6 separate regions of the Mus musculus genome follow, and all the other regions are linked to region 5. Evidence: chromatin contacts called from public promoter capture Hi-C data. All regions are on one chromosome and are shown on one strand. The core of a region is the stretch at or near the end of the contact, and the rest is flanking DNA. Distances in the headings are between cores, read along the strand shown. Region 1 holds the start of Tpp1 (tripeptidyl peptidase I). Region 2 holds the start of Cavin3 (caveolae associated 3). Region 3 holds the start of Rrm1 (ribonucleotide reductase M1). Region 4 holds the start of Smpd1 (sphingomyelin phosphodiesterase 1, acid lysosomal). Region 5 holds the start of Trim12c (tripartite motif-containing 12C). Region 6 holds the start of Mrpl17 (mitochondrial ribosomal protein L17).

Region 1 (3,503 bases), core at 630-3,129, 1.4 Mb after region 5:
GTCCTCATTTGAGGCTTTCCTGGGTTGTCTGTCTGGACCTCAATCAGAGGACATCAAAACTTCCCGAGGAGGACTGTGTAGGGCTAGGCATAGTGAGAGTCAAAGGGAAGAAAAGGCTCGAGAGACATGAAACGTCATGGCCAGGAAAAATGCACAGCATGTGTTACCATGGTCACAAAAACTCAAGGACGTTAGTAAACTTTCAATATCCCATTTTAAGCTTATCTTCAAAAAGATTTCCCCAAACTTTTGGAGCCAGTTATACAGAACCTTCTAATTTAGCTCAGCTCTTCATCCTTGTTGATTTTAAACAACATAACGGTGAGTCATTCTTTCCTGCATATGAGGAGCTTCTTGGGTGCTCTAAGGATGCCCCCCCCTCCTCTCGCCTCCATTCTACACACACACACACACACACACACCCTTGCCTCACCATACAGGACTTTAAGCAGGGGAAGGATTCACTCCAGCCTGAGCACCATAGAGAATACTCTAGAATAGAGAAGGGACTGTTCTGGGGAGTGGGGTGAAGGAGAGGAAGCTTCAAACCAGTCCGGGTACTGGGCAGTAATCCAGAAAGAGAATAAACAACTGAGTTGGTAGCAAGAGGAATGGCCAGAGTGGATTAATCCAAAGACAATTTAGGACTTGAACTAGCAACAGAGGAGGGTGTGGCAGTGGCTATGAGAGTGGGGTAAGGTCCATGACTTGATCATGCACACACACTAAGTGCTAGTCCTCCATTTGAGAGCTGGTAGGGTAAGTGAACATTTCAATCTAGATCTGATTATGAATCATGTGTTCTTAAACACAGCTAGCTACCCCACACCCACCATCTTCCTGGCACTTGAACCTAGGGTTTTTCATATGCTCCGTAAGCACCCACCCTATCAATGAGCTAGCTAGGCCTCTAAAAAAAATTGGTTTTAATGTTGACAATATTGCTACACTGCCCAGGCATGCCTTGGATTCAAAATCGTCCTGTTTTAGTCCAAGTAGCTAGGATTATTACCTCATGCTACTAGGCTTAGATTTGTTCTTAGTTTTAAGACTGAAGAACTCAGGTGGAAATTTTGGTGTGTGTGTGTGTGTGTGTGTGTGTGTGTGTGTGTGTGTATGAATATGGCAGTTATTGTCATTTGTCTGTCATACCAGAAACATGGCCCTACATGATCTGCACCAGCCAGTGCCTGCCTGGTCCTGCCTCCCACTTCCTGCCCCAACTGATAGGCACCATATTGAGGAGAGCTAGGATCCGACACAGCCTGCACCAGCTCCGAGAGTCTTTCCAGGTTCCGCTGTTTCAGCGCAAAAGTGAGACTCAGCTCTTCCTCGGGATCCACGCGGCCCAGGGACACCCAGCCTGGAGGCAGCCTACAGGGTCAGGGACATGATTTGATTAGGCCATAACGAGAAATCCAGATCATGGAAAGTTTGGGATTAAGAACTGAGACTTTGGGTCGAATCCTAGATGCAGATAAGGATCATAGGAGATAAATGACCAGAGATTAAGCCGAGGGGGTGTCGAATAAGGCTACAGAGTGGGTACTAGGAGCAGTTGAGGATGAGGAAAGCTAGGACCAAGCGTCTGCAGAGACAGGCACCTGTAGTACTAAATCAACTCACATCCACCGCTGGTCCGGCTCAGGGTTGTAAGTGCATTTGCCGGCGATGACGAGAGCAAGGAGCCCTAGGAGGCTGCAGGGACAGCAGGTGGGTTTCATCAGGAGCCGAACCCTCATTGTACTCCTTCTACAACATGTAATCCCTCTAATGTAATCCCCCTTAGCTACCCTCCCCACCTCAGTTTCTCACCGGGCTTGGAGTCCCATTTTGGCTTTCAGGCTGATCTGTAGTCATGTGATAAGTCACATGAGCATGGTCTGGCACCTCCCCCATCTCCCTGCCTAGTAACTAGTGACGTTGCTGACTCCTCCCTCCCAAATGAGCTGTTCTGAATGCTGGGGCTGCTATTAGAATTCTATGCTGTGTTGAGCATCTAAGCCCAGGGCTCCTCTTCACCTGCTGCCCAAGTCTGTCTGTCTCTAAAGGAATCATAAAGGAGTGGGCTCTGAAGCCCCATAGGTATGGGCTGCTCCTGGCCGTACAATATTAGAAAAACAAGCTCTCAGAGCCTAGGTTTCTTCACTTAAAATTCAGTGACTGTTACGTAAAAGAAATGTGCCTCATACTTGGGAGTAAAAGTGGACATTGCAATAAAGCAAGCCTATGGAGCCAAGACTGACCTGGCAGACTCAACTAATGTGAGCTCTTATGAATGTGGACATTTCATGTTTCCAAGGTGTGTGTGTGTGGGGGGGGGGGGTTGGGGATTTCTTCACTTACCTACTCTTAATAATCACCATATCTTATTCCAGACCCTCAGGCTTAGGACCCTAGACTGCTTCCTACTCTGTCAGTCTCTGCAGGAAACCACTGCAGTTCAAGTCCTGACCATGTTAGAGGGGAAAGCAGCAGAGATCCCAAGGCTAGGCTTCTGAGCTCTCAGTGCCAACCCTACTCCTACATGTCCTGTTGTCCGCCCTCCCTCTGGGCCTCCTTGGCTACTGTGCCAGGTATCCACAGTGCTACGCCAGTGACTTCTGGTTACCCTGACAGAACAGAGCCAGAGGCTGGATACAAACTGCAGTTTATTAAGGCTCCAGAGTGAGAATTGGCACTTGTTCTGGGCAGGGGCAGGGATGTCAGAAGAACCCAAAAGAGCTGGGCCCAGATTGGAGGGACCTCCCCATCCCCCTAACCCCCAATAAATAAAGTCTCAGCTCCATCGCAGGGCGCTGGTGCAGGGCAGGAAGTCTTGGCTGAAGAGAACCCAAGGCTGTTGCCTCATTCTTATTTCTCTCCACACTGGATCTGGCCACAGGTCATGACCAACAGGCCCTCTGTGGTCCTAGTGCTGAAGGAACTGCAGAGAAATGTGGGACCTGTCCCAGCTATAAGAGTTTAAGGTGGAGAGCAGGGGACTGGTGGTGGCCTCCCCATAGTCAGTCATGGTCCGAGGCTGCCCAGGGCAGGCTGAGAATGGGGCCTGCTTTGGGGACACTGGACGTGTCCCAGGTCGGGGCCCAGTTAGGGCCACAGCTAGATGCGCAGCTCTGTGTCATCCGGAGGCTCCAGGCCAGACTCTGTACTGAGTGCTGAAGCTGAGGGGCCCTGGGCTACCCCGAATGGTGAGACAACGGGAGAGCGAGCAGCCAAAGGAGACAGTGAGGGTGAGAAGCTGGGGGACATGGCAGCTGAGGAGAGGGAGCCTTCATGGCTGATAGGGGAGCGGTGAGAGGCTGGTGGGAAGATGGCCCGGGCTACAGCTGTGCTTGCAGGCTTTGGGGGAACAGACTTGGCTCCTGGGTGTGCCACAGCAGTGATGAGGGGTGGTGGGTCAATACGGGGAGCTGGAGGACACGGACGAGCTTCATCCTTGAGCCGAGCAATCTCTGTGAAGACACTGGCCAGAGGCTGGAACTGAGGGCACCAGCTCAACA
Region 2 (3,522 bases), core at 267-2,766, 1.1 Mb after region 5:
ACTGGAAAGCCAGGAAGGAAGCTTTGGAGCTGGGCAGTGGATGCAGGATTCTCTCCTTATTTGGATGTAAGTGCTGCACTCTATAAGTACTTATTTTGGGACAAGGCTTAAGCACCGAATGGGACAGGCAGCCCCAGGGATCAGGCTGCGCTCTCTATTTGAAGCACGGGTTTCTCAGGATCTTCCTTGGTAGGTTGAGGAGGTTCTGGCTCCAGGGCAGTCTCGAGCTCGGACTCCATTTCAGGCTGAGCTGCAGGCTGGCCTTCTGATGGGCCTTCAGAGCTCCGGACAGGCCCTACGCGTGGCGGCTTGACTGGTGTGGGCTGTGCTGCTTTACGACTGGAAAGAGCCCTTTTCAGGCTTTGAACTTTCTGTAAACCAGTGCGGCGCAGCCGCTGAGCCCTGGACTCCACTGGCTCCTCTTCAGAACTCTCTCCAACTTCATCCTCTGGCTGATCTGGGCCCAGCACCAACTGGTCCTCCGGACCCAAGAGCTCTGGGACTTTCTGGAAGGCGCGGGCTGGAATTTCAGTCTCCTCCTAAATGTGATGACACAGCTTTTGATTCTCTGATTTGACCCTGGCACTTAGCCAGGACCAGCCTGAAACTCTCTTGCCCGCCCGCCAAGGGAAGCTACTCCACCCTTTGCATCTGCACTAGGAATTGGGGCCAAAATAGAGGAATGGGAAGATGGGGGATGGGGAGGATGGAGGAGCAGAGAGATGAGCAAAGAGGGGGAAAGTGGACCTTGCAAGTTTGCAAAGTGGATGAAACCGTGTAGAGTGTAACAGCTGTATAGGCGCTTGGAGGAGGCAGAGTAACACCTAACAGTTAGTTCCATGTGGGTGCGACTGACCAAATCCGCAGACTGGCCTGAGTTAGGGAGGGCGTGGGTTGGCCAGGCTGGGAGTGAGAAAGGGATAAGGTCGCTGTTGTGAGAAAGTGGGTGCGGCTCTGAGAGTCTTCCACAAGTGAGGGCAGCACGCTGGGTCAGGAATGTGGAGATGCGGACGGGTGGGTGGCAGGAGTCCTTCCCTCGGTGGTAACCTAGAGGCGAGGGTTGGGGGCGGGAGAGGGATGCCTGAGGTCACTGACCTTGAAGAGCAGGACGTGCAGCTTCCCGCGCGCCACCAGCAGCCCGTGGTTGGCCTCCAACCGCTGCACCTGAGCAGCGCGACGCACGGCCCGCTCCTGGGCTGCGTCGGCGTGCGAGCCCACGCGCTCCGCCTTGGCCAGCAGCTGCGTCAGTGTGTTGCTGGTGGTGTCGTGGCTGCGACTCAGCGCACCCAGGCCACTCTGTATGCGACGCACGGAGCCCGCCAGGCCGCCCTGCCTCTCAGCCAGGCCGCCTTGCCGCTCCCGCAGAGCCTCCAGCATGGTGGCCAATTTCTCCAGCAAGGTCACCACGGTGACTGCGTGCACCGGACCCCCTGCGGGCGTCTCAGGCACAGGTCCGGGCTCCAGTGCGCTCTCCCCCATGATCTCTGACCACCGGGCCTGCTCTCCCTGAGACCGATGGCTGCGATCTGGGCTGGGGCTGCCTTTCCCCGCCTCCTCCCCTAGTTCAGGCCGTGACTCAGCCGGGCGGGAGTTGGCATCTTCCGCGGTGGGAAAAGGAGGAGGCCGAGCAAGGGGGCGGAATGTCCAAAGGGGGCTCTTTCGAAGGCTCCGCCCCGGGATCTGCGAGTAAGACAGTCCTGCCCAGAGGCACCTCTTTTCTGAGTTTGTGCTCCTTTTCCCCCATTTTCCTGGTGGGCTTCTTTCAGGCCTGTGTTCTTCACAGCAAAAGGCAAACCACTGAAAATTTCATTTATCTATCTAGTGATCAGAGAAGGGGGTGGGGGTGGAAGGCAGGGGTGTTAAAGGCATAGCCTAAGCCGTCAAAGCTGCTGAGCCCCAACGCTGGGCGGAGGCCTGTAAAGTTTGGAATGTTCTGCCTCAGACCCAAGACTGCCTAGGCCCAAGGCAGGGCTTTGTGTCTAGGCGGGCTGGGCGGGGCATCCTCTGATATTTTCCAGGTTTAGCCTCTGGCTTCGTTTATTGCTATTTCTTCCTACTGGACTGCGTTGTTCTTCTTTGGATTCCTGGAGGATAGCTCAGCCATGAGTTAGAATAAGTACTGGTTTGTCCGTTTTAATGGAGATTGGCTGTGGTTCCTGCGTAATGCCTTCAATCCCGTCTCCGAAATTGGTGAGTGTGAGGATTTGAAATGCTGCAGTAGCTAGATATGGTGATACATATTGAGGTAGGAAAATCACCAATTGGAGACCATGATGAACTACATAGTGAGTGTTAGAGTGGAAAATCACTACATAAAGGTTGATTCCTGAGTTCTGGTTGTGAAAACTTTGTTTTTATGTTAGAGTTTGATTTGCTCATCTTGGACCCGATATTAGCAGAGCCATCTGAGCCTGACAAAAGAACACAAAGAGTTTGAGCGGGGTTTCATGTCATTCAGGGAGGCCCTGAACTCACTGTTCAGCCAAGGATGGTCTTGAATGTCTGTTCTTGCTTCTGCCACCCAACGGCTGAGATAACAGTTGTGTGCCACCAAACCTACTTTATGCTGGTGCTGGAAATCGAACTCAGGCTCCTATGCACACTGGTCAACATCTTCAACGGAGCTACATCTTTGACCCTGTTTCTGTGTTTTTGAGATAGGGACTCATTGTGTAACCCAGGCCTCAAACTCAAAATCTTCCTGTCTCAGACACCTGAGTGTTGAAGTTATAGGTGTTCATTGACTGCCCCATTAGTTGGCTGAAAAGGCACAGCGTTAAGGATCAAACCCAAACCCTCAAACACGCTAGACAAGTATTCTGCCACTAAGCCATACCCCAGCCCAACAACTTGGAAATCTTTTAGATGTTTTTATTTATTTATGTATATGTGTGTGTGCATGAATGTGTGCACATGCATGTGCAAAGACCTATGGATATCAGAAGGTGTCAGATGCCCTCAAACTGTGGTTATTGGCCACTCTGAGGTATCCAATGTGGGTGCTAAAAATAGGATTCCTGTCCTATGTAAGAGCCTCAAGTACTCTTATTGGCTGAGCTATCTCTCCAGCTTAGACACACAATTGTCTTGGGTCGTCCAAAAGACTACATACATAAATAAGGTTGAGAAAAGCTTTAGTGACCAATTCTACCCAACCATACATCACTGTCTGGTCCGTTCTAGCTCTAGATGTTCAAAATGTGATGCCTATCACCAGTTCGTGGCTGGCGCTCTTAAAACCACAGTCAGGTTTAAATGAGCTTGGTTATACACCTGTAAATCTGGAACTAAGAATGGCACATCTGAAAGATTAAGACTCTCCCTGGCTGCACAGGGAGATGGAAATGGCATAGCAAGTCTAAGTAATAGAGGTTTTACATGGCACAGACATTCCAAAGGGAAGACACAAAGGAAAACTGTTGTATGCTTAAGTTAATGAAGACTGGAGAGCTACACAGAAATGGGGTTAGACAAAGGGGTGTGGTCTGACTATAGTAGATGAGAGGGGACCCAGCACGGCCT
Region 3 (3,965 bases), core at 447-2,946, 1.9 Mb before region 5:
AGTTGACTCAGTGAGCCGTGTTCTCCTGGTGTCTTCCACCCCTGTGGCTCCTACAGTTCTTTCTCTAAGCTCTGAAGGGAGAGACCTGTGAAAATCTCCAGTTTGGGCTCTCTTTCTCTGTCTAATGTTTGGCTATGGGTTTTTATATCTGCTCCCAGCTGCAGAAGGAATCCCCTCTTGATGAGGACTGGGCTAGGCACTGACCTAGAGTTTTGGCAGCTGGCCCAAGTTTGGATTTTTGGTTTGCTTTTATTTTTTAGACCTCGGTTCCACATTATAAAAAAAGATGCAATATTTGTCTCTATAAGCTTGGCTTATTATGATGATCTCCAGCTCCATTTCTAGCAAATGATATTATATTCCCCTAACATCTGAATATCAATTGTGTTTCCATATCATATTTTCCCCCTGGATAGCCCTGGTCCTCTAGCTTCATGTAGGATTTCCTATGATGTGTCAGTTGTGGGTGGAGATGGACCCCTTCTGGAGGGTGTAAGAAGCAAATGATAGGTTTTAGCGAAAGAATGCCACATACATTATTTTATGAAGATCAGTTTTATGACCGAAATTAGTTTTTATACTTGTCTTGAATAGGTTTAAAGTACGACTTTAACTATTCTTTCTTTTTTTCACCTAGCCTTTCCCCCCATTTTATTGAAAATGGATTTTTTTTTTCGCCTCACATAACATATCCTGATTATGTTTTCCCTTCTCTCCTTCCAGTTCCTCCCCATCTGGGTCCTGCCCCGTTTTGTCTCTCGTTAGAAAACAAACAGGCTTCCAAGGGAAGAAAAGAAAAAAGAAAAAAAAAAAAAGAAAGAAAACTAGCACATCAGTGTTGAACAGAACCAACAGAAGGACAGAATGCATGAGAAGGAACAAGAATCAGAGATACACTTGTTCGCACACTCAGGCGAACACTATAAAATCCCATAAAAAACACTAGTAAACTGGAAGGCAGGCAGGCCCTGGGCATGCTGCCTTAGTCTCAAGAGTTTATAAGAGCATAGAGGGCCTTGATTCTTCGGTGTCCTCCATCCCCCTAGGTTCTTACACTCTTTCTTCCTCCTTTTCTATGGGGCCCCCTGAGTCATTTGGGGAGGGATTTGATGGAGAAGTCCCTTAGGACTGAGTATTCGCAGATGTCTTGGTCTCTGCATAATGTCTGGCTGTTTTCACGTATTAATGTGGCGACGACTATCTTATTGCTGATCCTATCTCTACTACCATCCACAAAACTGTAAAAGCAAATGGACTGTGGGCCTTCATAAGAGTTTCACAGTACCCCTATTTCTGTAAGGCTGAAATTCAAACACCTTTGGTCTAGCCCCACTCTTTAACTGAGGAGTGTAGACCTACGAGCCCCGGGCTTCCTATCTGCTTCTTATTTGCGGGTTGTAGGCTTTAGTGCAAACCAGAACAAAATCTTGGTGTTTCCATAATGTCCATAATGTAAAATAGCAAAAAAAAAAAAAAAAAAGTCAGAGGGGTAGGGAAGGGGGAAGGGAGGAGGAAGAAGGAAAAAGGAAAAAGGTGTTCTGGATATCTGGTTGGTTACTTTTTTGTTATGAAATAAAAATACTCGGGAGATTTGCTTGCCCACACCCAATATGGCGGCAGGAGAACTCGTTCCCGCCAGGTCCGCTTTCACCCAATGTGGTGGAAAGGAGCGCAGTCTCCCGGGCTTTGCCCACACTCAATATGGCGGCCAAGGGACTCGTGTGCTGTCTGTCTACTGCTCAGTTTCCGCCCATTCAACTCCCGGCGTTGAAACGTCAAGAACGTCATTCGAATTCCGTCCGTCGCGTTGCTCTGCACGTCACGGGTGGCGGGAGCGGGAAGGAGTTCGTAATTCGGTTAGTCTGCTCTGGTGAGGAAAGTGCTGTCTATCGCGCAGCTTCCATCCCTCCGTCCGAGCAGCCTCTCGGAGTCCAACCCTTCACATCTGACAGTCGTCTCTGTCCCTTCTTCGCCTCGGAGCTGCTAACTGGTCTCGAACCTCTCAGCACTTCAGCTTCTAGCGGCGATGCATGTGATCAAGCGAGGTGAGGGGTCCGTGGGGATGGGGAGGAGGAGAGGGGACCCGGCTGCGGAGAGCCCAGCGGTCACTATCGCCGGCCCGCCCGACCCGCCCGACCCGCGGCGCCTCGCCGCTTCCCGCGCTTCCCGCCGCGCTTCCCGCCCTGTCTGTCAGCTGGGCCTGTGTCTGCTCAGTCTGTCCCCATTCTCTTGACCTTTGTGTGTTCCCTTTGACTTTGACTTTGTGCTCCCTTCCAGACTCCCTCCAACCCTGTCTGAGATTGTTCCCGAGCACTGTTATTCCTTGCCGCCATCCTCAGAGGTAGCTGCTTTTGGCTCCATTTTTTTAGAAGAGGTTGCAAAGACACGAAAAAGCACCCCAACACCCCCATTCCACCCCAGCTAGTAGTTGGTGAGGTTAGAATTGAAACCCATAGCTCATAATAGCCCTGTGCCTGTCTTTCCTCATTTCTTAAACAAAATAACAGACAAAAGAACCGCGGAGTCGATGATCTGGTGTAGGAGGAAATAAGGAAAAAAAGAAAAGGCAGGACACCACATTTTTTGAACATCTGTCATTTTTCTGGTCTCTTCTGAGGTGGGAGTGTAGTATCATCTCTCCTGCCTCTGCATTTTTGTGGGGAGGTTTTTTTTTTTTTTTTTTTTTTTACATTGTTTGTTCTTGGGACAGGGTTTCTCTGACTGGCCTGGAACTTACTCTGTGTAGATCAGTCTAGCCTCAAACTCACAGAGGGCTGCCTCCTCTATCATAGGTCGATAGACAAAGACTTTTAACCCAAATAGACAAAGACTTAATCCGAGTAGACATGATTAACCACTGAGCAGTCTCTGCAGACCCCAAAGACAATCTCTTAATTGTTTTAAACAGTTTTAAAAGCTGAATATACTTGATTCTTTGGTATTGCCCGCTTAATAACTGCTAATGCTAACTGTGATTTGATTATTTAGATGGCCGCCAAGAGCGAGTTATGTTTGACAAAATTACATCACGAATCCAGAAACTCTGTTATGGACTCAACATGGACTTTGTTGATCCTGTAAGTAAATACAGTGTGTATCAGGGGTTCTTTGCATGCTATGTGATTTTATGTCACTTACCTCTAGCCCTTCACTTAACTATACTTCAGTGTTAAATGTGAATTTATTGCCTGACACTTTCCTTAATTTTGATGTGTCCTTCAAGTTCTCATTTCCTGGAGAACTCAGAACATGAACTAAGAGGGGACAGTTGATGTGACTACTGGTCAGGCATCTTGTTTATCCGTATTTAGCCACACAGTGTAGAAATTAGTTCTATTTACCGTCATCTGGAATTAGGAGTGCTGTGTATCTTACTCATTTAACTTTTAAGAGTCTCTAACAGTTTTATACATACATATGTAAAATACACTTTTGTCATACTTTCTTCAGTGACCTCTTATCTCCTTCCTACAGCCATCTTCTCCATAAGTCTCTTAGTGCTTTGTGTGAGTGTGTGCATGTGTGTTTATGTGTGTGTTTGTGAGTGTGTGTCTGGGTCCCTATCTGTCCCACTTCATTTACTTAGAGTTGTTGTGTGAACATTGGTCTGGAATTAATTTACTTGATTGAGCAAGGGCAGCTTACCAGTGATTGTGCCACTGAGGGTTAAGACTCCTCCAGCAACCATTATTGGTCTGCAGAGATCTCCTCAGGGAAGGGTAGGGCCCCATGAACCCTGAATGCTGATGGGCCCAGTCTTGTCGTGCAGACAGCCACTGCAACTATTTTCATGAGGGTTTTTTTTTTCCCCCCCTTTGGACTTAGTTTATGTCTCTGTGAGTGTCTACCACATGTGTGCAGGTACCTGAAAGGGCCAGAAGAGGGTATTCTACCCATCTTGTGGAGCTAGTTCAAAGCAGCTGGGAATCTCCCGTGATGCATGTTGGAAACCAAGTCAGGTCCTT
Region 4 (4,069 bases), core at 704-3,203, 1.2 Mb after region 5:
AGCACTACTTCTCACATGTTATGATTATAGGCATGTGCCACTCAACCAGCTCAAGAATAGCAGTATTATTGCTATTTGTGGGATTGTGTGAGAATTGAAAACTAGTCATTACAAAGCACCTGAATTAGTATTTAGCACATTTACAGAATTTGATAAATTAAGCTTTTTGCCACTGTGGATATAATTCCTCTTTTTAATTTTTTGAGGTATGGCTTCATAGCAGTCCAGGGTAGACTCAAACTTCTCAAATTCACTTTGTAGCTAAGGGTGGCCTTGAATGTCTGATTCTCTTATTTCTACCTCCCAGGTGCTGGGGTTACAGGAGTATACCCAACTCTTTCTCTATTAAAAAGGAGGAAATGAGCCGGGCAGTGGTGGCACGCCTTTAATCCCAGCACTTAGGAGGCAGAGGCTGGTGGATTTCTGAGTTCGAGGCCAGCCTGGTCTACAAAGTTAGTTCCAGGACAGCCAGGGCTATACAGAGAAACCCTGTCTTGAAAAAATAAAAATAAATAAATAAACAAAGCCAAAAGTCCCTTCTATCCTGAGAATTCTGAATTAAAGCTTTGTTAGAAGATTGGCTGGCTCCCGAACTGTGGATCCTGGGGCAAGACATAGTGAGATCCTGTCTCAAAAACAAAACAAACAAACAACAACAGATAAAATAGGATTAAAAACACTTAAGAAGACCTTTGAGAGATGAGATGTAACCCATACCTGGCACCATTATCAGTGTAAGGGCCTGTGGCTAGATAGGTCATAACCCCCATAGCGGGGCAGAGAACCTACTACTATTATTCTGCTAATAGGCACAGTATTTAAATGACTTTAGTGTACCCGTAGATCAGAGCACTTAGCAGTCCTCACCAGTGAAGCTTCTTGAAGCAGGAGAGAGTTAAACACAGACACCTACAAATGATCATCAGAGAACAAGAGACTTCGAAGTGATCCTCCCTAAATGGGGTCTATATCACACCTCTCCTTACAAGGCTAAGTGATTGAAAGTGGGACTGAAAGACTGGAAGAGCCAGAGGCAGCGGGTGACTAAAGGAAACTTTTCTGGCACGACAGGGAAGTTGCATGCAGTGAAATCGCCATGATTGTGACAGCACGCACAGGATGTTCAAGCGAGACAAAATTCCAAAGGCTCACTCCTAGCTAAGGCGTATTGGCATCGGAGAGCTCCTAGAAGAGGCAGTTTTCTTTTTAAGGATATGACGACCCCTGGTAGGTTGACCAGGCTCCAGGGCAGGTCCCACACCTAATAGTGTTGGGACCTGGGTAGAATTCCCAGCACGCAGCACGGGCGTGGCGACCTCAATACATCTATAACTCCAGTCCAGGTGGATCCTCTTCCGGCCTCCAGCAGGCACCACGCACGTGGTGCACACACATACAAAATACCCATACACATAAATAAATAATAATGCAAAATTTTAAATTAAAAGAAAGACACATTAACAAAACCTTAAGTGATTCAAGGCTGCTGTAATGGTGGCAGAGCATAGGAAATCGAGGGGAGGACCGTCCATGGCAGGTCAATCCGCTCAATGCAAGCATCGCTGCCCCAGCCCTCTCTAGTTAATCTTCTCAGTTTAATGACCAGCTGAGCCGGGCATCTATTCTAGGAATCTGAATGTTTAAAAAAAAAAAAAAAAAAAAAAAGCGGGGAGGGGGGGTGGAAGAGAGGGGCACCTGGGAGTTCCCTAAAGGGCTTCCATCAGTTCTGGGCAGAAATTATCGGGGCCGCCGCCCGCAGCCTCGCGCAGCAATGGCTCAGGGTGGTGAAGCTTGTCTCTACCGAGGTCACCTACCCACCCCAACCCCGCGGGTCCTAAGACCGCCCGGGGTGATTGGGCTGTGGCTGAAGAAGGCGGATCAGGGCGGGTTGGCGAGCCCCCTTTTGCTCCGCCCCCAAGGTTTTGACAGCCGCTCCCCCACAGTTGCTGGGCCATAAGAGGAACAGGAAGGGGAGGAGCTGTTTTGTGGCTGGCTGCTGAGCTATCAGTCAACCACAACGAAGGGTAATCAGGTGTCTCCAGCGTTACCCGGGCCCCGAGGGCCAGCCAGGGCTTCGGCCTGTGGGGCCTGGAGGGGCAAGCCAGTCCTGTCTACGAGCCTGGCAATGCCCCACCACAGAGCATCATCCGGCCAGGACCACCTCAGAGCCGGCTGGGAGCAGAGACTGGAGAGGTCCTTACCGGCACCCAGAGTGGGACTCCTTTGGATGGGGCTGGGCTTGGCGCTGGTTCTGGCTCTGTTTGACTCCACGGTTCTTTGGGTTCCTGCCAGAGCTTATCCTCTTCCTTCTGAAGGCCATTCTGTCAAATTCAGTGCCATAGCGCCGCCGCTCCAGAGTGCCTTTGGGTGGCAGAACCTCACTTGCCCCGCCTGCAAAGTCTTATTCACTGCTCTCAACCATGGGCTGAAGGTGAGTGCGTGAAGGGCTGTTGTGGAATGCTGGGGGCAGGATGAAGTGCACTGGTATGCCCGGGGGAGGGGGCAATATATTTCTGGTAGAGGGTGCTTCCTATGCATCCATGTTACCACTACCCCACTGTGACCTTTATAAAGTTAGGGAGAGTAAAGTCAGCTGGCTAATTGTGGGCTTGAAATGGTAGCACACCCTGAGCTAGAGTAGGTAGCTAGAGGCCTGGTGCTGAACTGCTGGGCAGTGTGTGGGAGATACTGATGTCTCTTTATCATGGTGACAGAGTTATCCTAGCTCCGATTTAGACATGGAAGCCTGTGGAGTGGTGGCCAGGGTTCACTTGTTCTGTCTCTGACCTAACTTCATTGGTTCCTTCCACCACAGAAGGAGCCCAATGTGGCACGGGTAGGCTCTGTGGCCATCAAGATATGCAAGATGCTGAACATAGCACCACTAGATGTGTGCCAGTCAGCCGTCCATCTCTTTGAGGACGATGTGGTGGAGGTGTGGACACGTTCAGTTCTGAGCCCATCAGAGGCTTGTGGCTTGCTTCTGGGCTCCTCTTGTGGACACTGGGACATCTTTTCGACTTGGAACATCTCTTTGCCATCAGTGCCGAAGCCACCCCCAAAGCCACCGAGCCCACCAGCCCCCGGTGCCCCTGTCAGCCGTGTCCTCTTCCTTACTGATCTACACTGGGACCATGAGTACCTGGAGGGCACAGACCCTTACTGTGCAGATCCACTTTGCTGCCGCCGGGGGTCCGGATGGCCACCCAACTCCCAGAAGGGGGCTGGGTTCTGGGGCGAGTACAGCAAGTGTGACCTGCCCTTGCGAACGCTAGAAAGCCTGTTGAAAGGACTGGGCCCTGCCGGCCCTTTTGAAATGGTGTACTGGACGGGAGATATCCCTGCCCATGATGTCTGGCAACAGTCTCGCCAAGATCAGCTGAGGGCCCTGACCACCATCACAGACCTCGTGAGGAAGTTCTTGGGCCCAGTGCCAGTGTACCCTGCTGTGGGCAACCATGAGAGCACTCCTGTCAATGGCTTCCCTCCTCCCTTCATAAAGGGAAACCAATCTTCACAATGGCTCTATGAAGCCATGGCCAAGGCATGGGAACCCTGGTTACCAGCTGATGCCCTTCACACCCTAAGGTACTTACTGTCGGTGGAAACCCAGGAAGGAAGAAGAAAGATGGATGAGGGAGAAAGGAGGAGGGAACTGGGTAGACTACTCCAGCAGGTGTCCTCAGCACTCTCTACTGCCCTCCCTAACCTGACCCTGCCTTCCCTTTAATTATCTCCAGCCACCCTCTTTTCAGAGCTAGCAGTACATCCCCACTCCCTAGCTTGTGTCTTTGCCTACAGTAGCTCTCTTTGTAAAATGAATTCTCCCTCCCTCTTTAATATCTCCCATTTTTTTCTCAACGTGGCCAGGCCTATAACATCTCCCGACAGAAAGGCCTTTGCTTTCTGACTCACCTCACTCTTTGTCCTGAATTCATGAAGCTCTCAACCCTCTGAGGCTTCTTTACTGTCAGAGGAGCCCTATAATTACTGCTGTTGGTCTTCAGCTAGGGTGGGAGCTCCTGGGGGTGGGAGATGACATCATGTGTACCTCTGCCTGATGTGCAGG
Region 5 (4,074 bases), core at 1,274-3,773:
GAGAGGATGTCATTAAGGAACTGATCTTGAACTGCCACAGGACACTCCCACCAATGACAGCAGCATACGCATGGAGAGCATTGTTCTGGAAGGATCATCTGAAGGGCCACAAAAGAGGTTTTAATAAAGTATCAAGAGTGAAATGATATGAAACATCTTTTGTAACCACAATGGTATGAAATTAGAAATCACCAAAAGAGAGATTTGGAAAAAAATTTCACAAATATGGAAATTATACACCATTCTCTAAACCAATGAGCAAAGAAGAAATCAAAGGGAGGTTTTTGAAAAATGAAATGACAATGGATGCACACAACTCAGCACTGCACTCTATGCTCCAGACAGTCTAAGAGGGGAGCACACATCTCAGCAAATTCAGCAGTCTAGATAGTCTAAGAGGGAAGCCTGCCGGGACTACATTAAACAAAGAAACATTATCTCAAGTAAATAACTTAATACTTGGCCTCAGGCAAGTAGACAAAAAATAACTAAACCAAAAGTTATCAGAAGGGAAGAGAAAGCTGATGAGAAAGACCCAAGGAAAAGTGTTAATGAATAATCTGAGCTGTTGTTCTTTGTCTCTGTCTCTGTCCTTCTCTGTCTCTCTCTCTCTCTCCCCTCCCTCCACCCCCTCTCTCATTTTGGGAGCAGGGTTTTACTATGTAGCCCTGGCTGTCTTGGAGCCCTCTATGTAGATGAGGTTGGCCTAGAACTCACAAGGTTCCTCTTGTCTCAGCCTTCCCAGTACTGGAATTAAATGCATGTGCCCAGCTGCTCCAAGTTCTTTCTTTAAGACAATATGTAAGGAAATAAAGGTAACAGATTCATAGCCACACTAACTTAGAGAGAGGGAGAGGGAGAGGGAGAGGGAGAGGGAGAGGGAGAGGGAGAGGGAGAGGGAGAGGGAGAGGGAGAGGGAGAGGGAGAGGGAGAGGGAGAGGGAGAGGGAGAGGGAGAGGGAGAGGGAGAGAGGGGAGGGGAGGGGAAGGGGAGGGGAGGGAAGAACTCAAGCAAATTCAAGAATGAAGGCACTGGCTTATGAACACGGACAAGAAACAGTTGTTGAGAAAGCAAAACACACAAAATCAACCTTGACAGGAGAAGGTTTGTTGATGTCTTCTGGGCGTCTAGATTAGCTTTAGAGCAAAGCCATGATATCCCTGATCACACTGGTTTCTCCCATGGCTCTCTCAAGCTTTTTTTTTTTTTTTTTTTAATTTGTCATTTTTTAACATCAATCAAAAATTTAATTTTCTTTCTTTAAAGGTAGAAAGAGGCTATTGCAGTCATGTGCTCCTGACACTACAGAGACTTGGGGCTGGGGCTGTCGGACAAGCTGGAGACCAGTCTGGGCAACATAAAATGTATCCTCTCTCCAAGAAACCTTACAAAAGCTGGCACTTTGGGGGAAATCTTCAGATGTGTCACTGGAGCATGCTCATAGTAGTTTTCCCATCTTCAAACACCCCTTCCCCTCTGCGTGGGAACTGAACCCAAAGCTTGAAAAGTACTCTATCACTGAACTAAGTCACAGATGTCTTTTAAAAAAATATTCTATGAATGAGTCTTATTGAGTTGCTGATGATGGCCATCAATTTATAATCCTTCTGCCTCCTGTTTATCTGGAATCTCAAGCTGGGCTGAAGTCTATATTGGTATGGAGAAAATATCGGAAGGGGAAAGATAATAGCTGAAGTTATTCCCAGGCTTGGGACTGTCAAACAGGGTCTGTGACTAAATAACAGGCTCTCAGTCTCTGGTACTAAACTGAGAGAAACTCTGGGACTCTTAGAGGAGTATTTTGCAACTTTCCTAATGCTGCAACTCTTTAGAAAACTTCCTCGTGTTGTATTGACCCCAACCATAAAACTGTGGTATTTGCTACCTCATAACTATATTTTTCTACTGTTGTGAATCATAATATGAATATATGATATGCGAGATATCTAAAGTGCAACTCCTGTGAAAAGGTCATTCAAACGAGTCCGATCCGGTAAAGAACCAAAGCCCTAAAGTATGCGGAAGTACCACTTTATCACACAAAAACACATTGAAAAGCAGAGGCTCTGATCCAGCTTTGCTGCCTGGAAAGGGAATGTCTGTGGTAGGAAACAACGCTCTGGGTCTCGTGCACAAGGTACAATTCAAAATTACAGATTGTGAAACTGAAGGGGGAGACTAAACCTGGAAAAAACACAACTTTAAAGTAGTTTTGTTGTTGTTGTTGTTGTTGGTGGTGGTGGTGTTTTGTTGTTGTTGTTGAGGAGGCACCTCCCTCAAGCTCCCCCATTTGCATTTTCAGCCAGAGGCCGGCAGCCCCTCCCCCTTCCCCTCCCCCGCTTTTACAGGATAAACTCACCCAAGCAAAAGCAATGTTCTCCTTTCAAAGTCTTCAAAAGTCTGCCCCCTAAAATTGCTCAGCCCGTTATCAGACGCCAGAAAGTTGTAAACCAGGGAGAATTAACTAACCAATCCAGAACTTCAAGGTATTTCCGACTCGAAGCTAGAGAAACGAAAGTTTGAGAGCTGGAAATGAAACAGAAACCACAACTCTACAGACCAATGAGATGCCTTTGCATAAGCCTGCAGGGCCCACACTGACTGAGGAAGTTATCCTCATATCAGCATTGGCTGGCTCTGGAGACTGGGGAGGAGTTATGTGCAGAGCCAGGCAGAAACACCTCACCACCCTCACAGCAGAGAGTAATGAGCTGCAGAGGGCTCTCCAGCTGCCCAATAGTCTCCACCAGATTATGTATTGTGTGGCTCAACAGACTTAGTCCTTTTCCAGTGCTGATCTGATCCACCCATTCATTTCCTCCCTTCTAGGAGTCCCTCACCAGAATATCTTGGAGGTTCCTATTTGGCTTAGAGGTGTATTGAACACCTATATAGTGACTCAGCAGTACCGGAATTAGAAGGGAGAAATCTGTAGAGCTGAGAATGAGGTACAGTTGACATAGTGCTTGCCTATCAAGCATGGAGCACTGGGATGGTCCTCAGAAGTGTATATAACCATGTGTGGTGGCCCCTGCGGTCTGTCTTACTTACTCTTCTACTTCTCTGATAAATACCATGACTAGGACAAGTTACAAGGAGAGTGTTTAATTTGGCATTCACAGTTCCTATGGGTTAAAGTTCATGACCACCACAGTGGAGAACCTGATAACAGGCAGTGAGCTGGAGCAGGTGCTGGAGTAGGAAGTGAGAAGTCACAACTGGAGACACATCTTACAGAAACCTGAGGCAGAGAGAGAATGATGGTGGGGTTCAGAGTCTACTGAATTCTGAAAGCTTGCACCCATGCCATACTTTCTCCAAGAATGCCACACTCCTAATCTTTCCTGAACAGTGTCCTGATAACTAAGAACCAAGTATCCAAAAAATCTTAGCCTCTGGGGCCATTGTTATTCAAACCAGCACAGGATGCCACTGCCTTGCAGCTGGCTGCATGAGATCAGGAGCTCAAAGCCATCCTCAGCTATGGTGACTGACATCAGGATGGCATGGGAAACACCTGAAGCTTTCCAAAGAGAAAAGGAAGGGAGAAAGAAAGAGAAGAATAAATAAATAAATCACAAATTAATTAAAGAAAGTCAGTTGTGTGAGTGAATGTTGGAGAAGCCACCATCACCTGTCTCATCCCCTTTCCTGTTTGCCTCTCTAATTATTTCCCTACAGTCTCAGATCTACTGAAATATGGAATGATGAGTGACAGCAGACATAACTCTGTAGTTTGAATTTATTTCACATACTTACAACTGTCTTATACTCTTCTTCCTTTCAGATAGACTGACCCTAAATGAGCTCTAGCTCCCTTAGCCTCCCCAGTGCTGGGATCATGAACTTTTGCTGTTGTTGTTTAGTTTGGCTTTTGACTTCAGTGATTGAACCACGGTCCTTGTGGATGCTGGGCTAGTGCTCTATCCATAGCTATACACTTACCTAAATTTCATATCTTGATGAGGTCATAAGCCTCACTGTTGTTCTTGCTGTGGACACAATTGCTTACAAACAATGCTTTGATGTTCCAAGTCTTCTGAAATGTTAATAGTTATGAAAAACCCTCTAACA
Region 6 (3,976 bases), core at 1,316-3,815, 1.5 Mb after region 5:
CACTTTTGGCAACAAAAGCTTCCAGGAAATTCCCAGCAGGCTTAACTTTCTAATGCATCACTCTCTATCAACCTTCCTCTTCACACCCTCTAAGAGGAAGGAACTTATCCGGAAGGCCAACATCCTGGCAGATGCCTACAGCCCTATCTATGATCAGGGTGGTGATACATCTATTTGAGTCCACATTCAAAACCCATTCAGACATTGAGTGAAACAAATGTGACCTTGCCTAGAAACAATTCTCAGTTTTAGGGGTACCATGTTATTTGAAGATTCCTGTACAGAGGCTCACACAGCTAGTTATCAGGAAGCAATCTCTTGGGACTGAATGCTTGCTCTCATAGTAGCCTGTCAAAATCCTGTTAAGAAGGGGGTTAGAAGCTCAGGCGGCTGCACCCTCCTTTGTGGATGGACAGACAGTGGTACAGCCATTGGTAAGACACACACATGCTCCTGTAAGCAGGACTAATGAAACTCGCCAGGACATAATCACACACATAAAAAGACATCAAGTGGAAGGGGGACTAGTTGAAATAGGCAGGACAATAGGGTGCATGCATGTGGTGGTAAGCATGGTCAAAAGACATTGGTAGATATGTATGAAGATGCCAAGGTGAAACCTAGTCTCATAGGATTCATAAAGATTCTCATGTATAACTTATAAAAGCAAAAAAGGAATTCCAACGGTGGGTCTCTATGCTGGACGTCAGCCAGTCACCATAGGAAGATGGTTTGGAATCAAGAGGTACAGGGCCCATCTAAATTAGTGTTGAGATAAGCAAACTGAGCCAGGAGGTAGTGCCCCATACCTTTAATCCTAGTACTGAGGAGGCAGAGGCAGGTGGATCGCTTAGTTCAAGGCCAACCTGGTCTACAAACAGAGTTCTAAGACAGTCAAAGAAACTGTCTCAGAAAAAACAAAACCAAAGCAAACTGGCACTGTGTGGTGGTGAACACTTGGGAACACAGGGACAGGAGGACTGCTGCATGGTGGATATAGTCTGGATTACACAGCAAGATCCCCTCCCCTCCAACAAACAAGCAAAACTAGACCTAGAATTTAGAACCTAAGTTGTGAATTTACTGTCTTAGGAGGCTGAGCATCTGGATGCCTCTTACTTTCCATAAATCCTAGGGAAGGACAAGAAAGTCAATATCTTATATTCATATTAAGACTTTTATCTTCTGTGCAAAGAGGATCGTGTGAGTCAGCAGGGAGGTCTGGGTCTCATTATGAGGGGGCTTTACAATGCTACTTCCAGGCCTCACACACTACACGAGCTCCAAGACCCACGAACACGGGCACCACACCTATGCACCACTCTCCAGCTCCAGTTAAGTCTTTGGTGTTTGAACTGTACAGGAGCTGTGGAGGCTTGCGTCCTGGTTATGGTGCAGGTCCTGCTGCAGTCCCAGGAGCAGCTGGTTTAGGAGAGTAAGGTTGCTGTCTCTGTGAGGCAGAGGCAGGGGAGGGAGGTAGTTCCCTTTATATTCTATCACCGCCATCTTGGCCCGATCTTGCTCCTTCCGATTCGGGATCTGTAGCATTCTTGTGTAGTTCCCATTCTGACCTTGGAACCGAGGCGCTAGCACTTTAAACAGCTTTGGGATCAAGTCCTTCTCCTAGATGGGGAGAGTTAATCAGAAAAAATAGTCACAACTGTAGAGGCATTTAACTATAGATTATTCCCAGAGGTAGGGTTCAAAACCATCTTCACAGGCTTTCCCACCACCCATTCAGGTACCAAGTTACACAGAAACACTTACAGGAAGTTATGCGGATGCTCATTTTACCCAAGTCAAATAAGAGAAATACGTGTCTAAGGTAGTTCGCAAGTCTGGTACATAAAAGAATGCCCTGCCTTCAATCTGCCAGGTACCCGGTTCTCTAAGGATTCCTTCCTCACTAGCAGGTAGGGAGCACTCACTGTGAGCCAGAAGTCAGCCATACGCATGGCTCGTTCGTTGGTGTCGCCCAGCTTTCCATAATCGATGAGCTGTGAGGACAAAACACATGGATGCAAGACGAGTCAAGAACCGAGGCGCCCACCTTACTCTTCTGTCTTACCTTCATCCAACCATCCCACCAGCTAAGCTAATTCTGGGCGCTCCTTCCTTCGGAGCCCCAACCAGCCTTCCATTTGCTGCGCAGGAGTGACGCGTTCAGCTGAGTGCCACACGGGAATTCGCTACCGTGGAAAGTTCTCCCAGCGTGGCCCTACTCCCCACACACGGCCAGAGCGGCGGTCTGAGGCTGGACCCGGCGGTGAATAGCTTGGCTCTCACCTTCTCCGCGTAGCCCCTCATCTCGTCCGCGCGTGCCCATGTCGCCTCGATGCGTTCGTGGCGAACTAGGCCCGTGAGCAAGTTCCGCAGCAGATGGATGCGGGACTCCGGACCCAGGCCCAGGCGGCGGTAGACGCGGCCGTGGGAGATAGCGGCAGCCAGCGACAACCTCATGCTCTCACCTCAGCCCCTCCTCTCGGGGGCCCGGAAAGGGAAACTCCGAGCTGTGTGTGCGCGCGCGGGGAGAGGGGGAGCAGAGGGGCGGAGGCACGTCTCAGAGGACGCATGCGCAGTAACTCGGCGCGTGGCTACCGCGTTTGCGCGTGCGCATCAGAGCCTGCCTAGCTGGCAGTCTGAGGGAGGGCGGCCCGACGTGTTGACGTTTCTGGAGCGACGAGCTGGGCGGGCCTCAAGGTCTGCGGTGCTCTGTGGCGAACTGGGATCTCGGCGCCCCCTGCCGGGTTTCTCTTGCACTGCGTCGGCTGGCTGGGGCGTTCTTGGAGGAGGCGCCTTCCGGGCGGAGCATGCCGGGAAAGTGAGTACCTGAGGAGAACTGCGTCAGAGGGGTGGGCCTGTGGTGGAATGTGGCGCTCTTGCCTGAGGAGTTGCAGTCCTGGCTGGTTTTGTGACGATGCCAGTTTAAACCCAGTCTTTATTAGTGATAGTGAGATAAATTATGTCCAGGAAAGCTGCAGGTATTATGTTCTTTTATTGACATAAATAAAAACCTAAGTTAGCACTAAAAGCTAAAGTAATGGACAAATACCTGACATTTAAAAAAAAAAAATTATTCTTTTCTCATACAATATACCCAGACTGCAGCCTCCTCTCCCATCACTCCTCCCAGCCCCCACTCTCCTTTCTCCCCTTTCTCCCCCTAGAAAAGAGCAGACCTCCTAGGGACATCAACCAAAGCACAATAAAACCAGGCACAAGGGGGTGGGGCAAAAAACAAACAAACAACAACAACAACCAACAAAAAAACAAAAACCAGGCACAAACCCTAACATCAAGTGTGGACAAGGAAACTCACTAGGAGGAAAAGAGTCCCAAGAGCAGGCAAAAAAGTCAGAGACATCCCATCTCCCACTATTAGGAGTCCTCCCAAAAAACCAAGCCAACAAACTATAACACATTTGCAGACAACCTAGGGCAGAACCTTGAGGGCTCCATGATTGCCCCTTCTTTGAGCTTCCATAAGCCCTGCTCAGTTGATTCTACAGGCTGTCCTCACCTGTGTTCGACCCCTCTGGCTCCCACAATTATTCTTCCTTGTCTTCTGCTGGGTTTCCCGAGCTCCAAGGGGCGGGACCTTATGTAGGCCTCCAACCCAGGTTCTTTCTCCTCTTAATGTTTGTCAGTGGGCCTCTACATCTCCCATCAGCTGCAAGAGGCAGCCTCTCTGATGACGACTGAGTTAGGCACCAATCTATGAATCTAGCAGAATATCACTAGGAACCATCTCATTGAATTTTTTTTATTTATTTTCGGCACTACAGTTTGGTTCTTCCCTAGGTCTCTGGGTGGATGAATACTTTTTCTTAAAAAAAAAGTTCTGTGTGTTTGTGTGTGTGTGTGTTCCCTTCCATTGCTCAGCATCCTTATGGCTCTTTGAAAACAGTTTTCTGGGAGGAATTGGGTGAAAATATAGTCTAGCTCTAGTATTTAACAAAATGATGATCATATTAGG

What was found. Promoter capture Hi-C pulls out the DNA fragments that hold promoters and counts their contacts.
Region 1: a contact with region 5 is called in a promoter capture Hi-C map of pre-B cells, with 10 times the contacts expected there. The contact joins the promoter of Tpp1 here to the promoter of Trim12c in region 5. A contact is called at or near these places in 4 of 39 promoter capture datasets (liver, neutrophils and pre-B cells) and 1 of 9 other capture datasets (adipose tissue).
Region 2: a promoter capture Hi-C map of stem cell-derived epiblast-like cells shows a contact between it and region 5, with 3 times the contacts expected there. The contact joins the promoter of Cavin3 here to the promoter of Trim12c in region 5. A contact is called at or near these places in 2 of 39 promoter capture datasets (the 3T3-L1 cell line and stem cell-derived epiblast-like cells) and 1 of 9 other capture datasets (adipose tissue).
Region 3: a promoter capture Hi-C map of stem cell-derived epiblast-like cells shows a contact between it and region 5, with 4 times the contacts expected there. The contact joins the promoter of Rrm1 here to the promoter of Trim12c in region 5. A contact is called at or near these places in 5 of 39 promoter capture datasets (the C10 cell line, embryonic stem cells, liver and 2 more).
Region 4: a contact with region 5 is called in a promoter capture Hi-C map of pre-B cells, with 10 times the contacts expected there. The contact joins the promoter of Smpd1 here to the promoter of Trim12c in region 5. A contact is called at or near these places in 4 of 39 promoter capture datasets (the 3T3-L1 cell line, embryonic stem cells, liver and 1 more) and 2 of 9 other capture datasets (adipose tissue and liver).
Region 6: a contact with region 5 is called in a promoter capture Hi-C map of pre-B cells, with 8 times the contacts expected there. The contact joins the promoter of Mrpl17 here to the promoter of Trim12c in region 5. A contact is called at or near these places in 1 of 39 promoter capture datasets (pre-B cells), 1 of 484 Hi-C or Micro-C datasets (B cells) and 1 of 9 other capture datasets (liver).

Annotation. Positions count from the first base shown.
Region 1 is chr7:105,750,356-105,753,858 of GRCm38.p6, forward strand. It overlaps Tpp1 (tripeptidyl peptidase I), which reads right to left and starts at 1,880. Exons shown (of 13, transcript NM_009906.6): 1 at 1,816-1,880; 2 at 1,627-1,698; 3 at 1,235-1,374. The coding sequence starts at 1,832. It overlaps Dchs1 (dachsous cadherin related 1), which reads right to left. Exons shown (of 21, transcript NM_001162943.1): 21 at 2,634-3,503. The coding sequence ends at 3,103.
Region 2 is chr7:105,480,681-105,484,202 of GRCm38.p6, forward strand. Cavin3 (caveolae associated 3) reads right to left here and starts at 1,517. Exons shown (of 2, transcript NM_028444.1): 1 at 1,096-1,517; 2 at 1-539. The coding sequence starts at 1,479. The coding sequence ends at 141. Gm36847 (a long non-coding RNA gene) reads left to right here and starts at 2,119. Exons shown (of 3, transcript XR_378395.4): 1 at 2,119-2,190.
Region 3 is chr7:102,439,999-102,443,963 of GRCm38.p6, forward strand. Rrm1 (ribonucleotide reductase M1) reads left to right here and starts at 1,697. Exons shown (of 19, transcript NM_009103.3): 1 at 1,697-2,045; 2 at 2,989-3,077. The coding sequence starts at 2,027.
Region 4 is chr7:105,552,407-105,556,475 of GRCm38.p6, forward strand. It overlaps Smpd1 (sphingomyelin phosphodiesterase 1, acid lysosomal), which reads left to right and starts at 1,954. Exons shown (of 6, transcript NM_011421.2): 1 at 1,954-2,431; 2 at 2,816-3,588. The coding sequence starts at 2,126. It overlaps Gm39063 (a long non-coding RNA gene), which reads right to left and starts at 1,955. Exons shown (of 3, transcript XR_869857.2): 1 at 1,696-1,955.
Region 5 is chr7:104,350,835-104,354,908 of GRCm38.p6, forward strand. It overlaps Trim12c (tripartite motif-containing 12C), which reads right to left and starts at 2,524. Exons shown (of 8, transcript NM_001146007.1): 1 at 2,360-2,524. Gm38525 (tripartite motif-containing protein 30A-like) reads right to left here. Exons shown (of 8, transcript XM_006508379.2): 8 at 3,725-4,074. Gm36430 (a long non-coding RNA gene) reads left to right here and starts at 1,203. Exons shown (of 6, transcript XR_003946847.1): 1 at 1,203-2,137.
Region 6 is chr7:105,808,522-105,812,497 of GRCm38.p6, forward strand. It overlaps Mrpl17 (mitochondrial ribosomal protein L17), which reads right to left and starts at 2,566. Exons shown (of 3, transcript NM_025301.2): 1 at 2,287-2,566; 2 at 1,929-1,997; 3 at 1-1,623. The coding sequence starts at 2,460. The coding sequence ends at 1,336.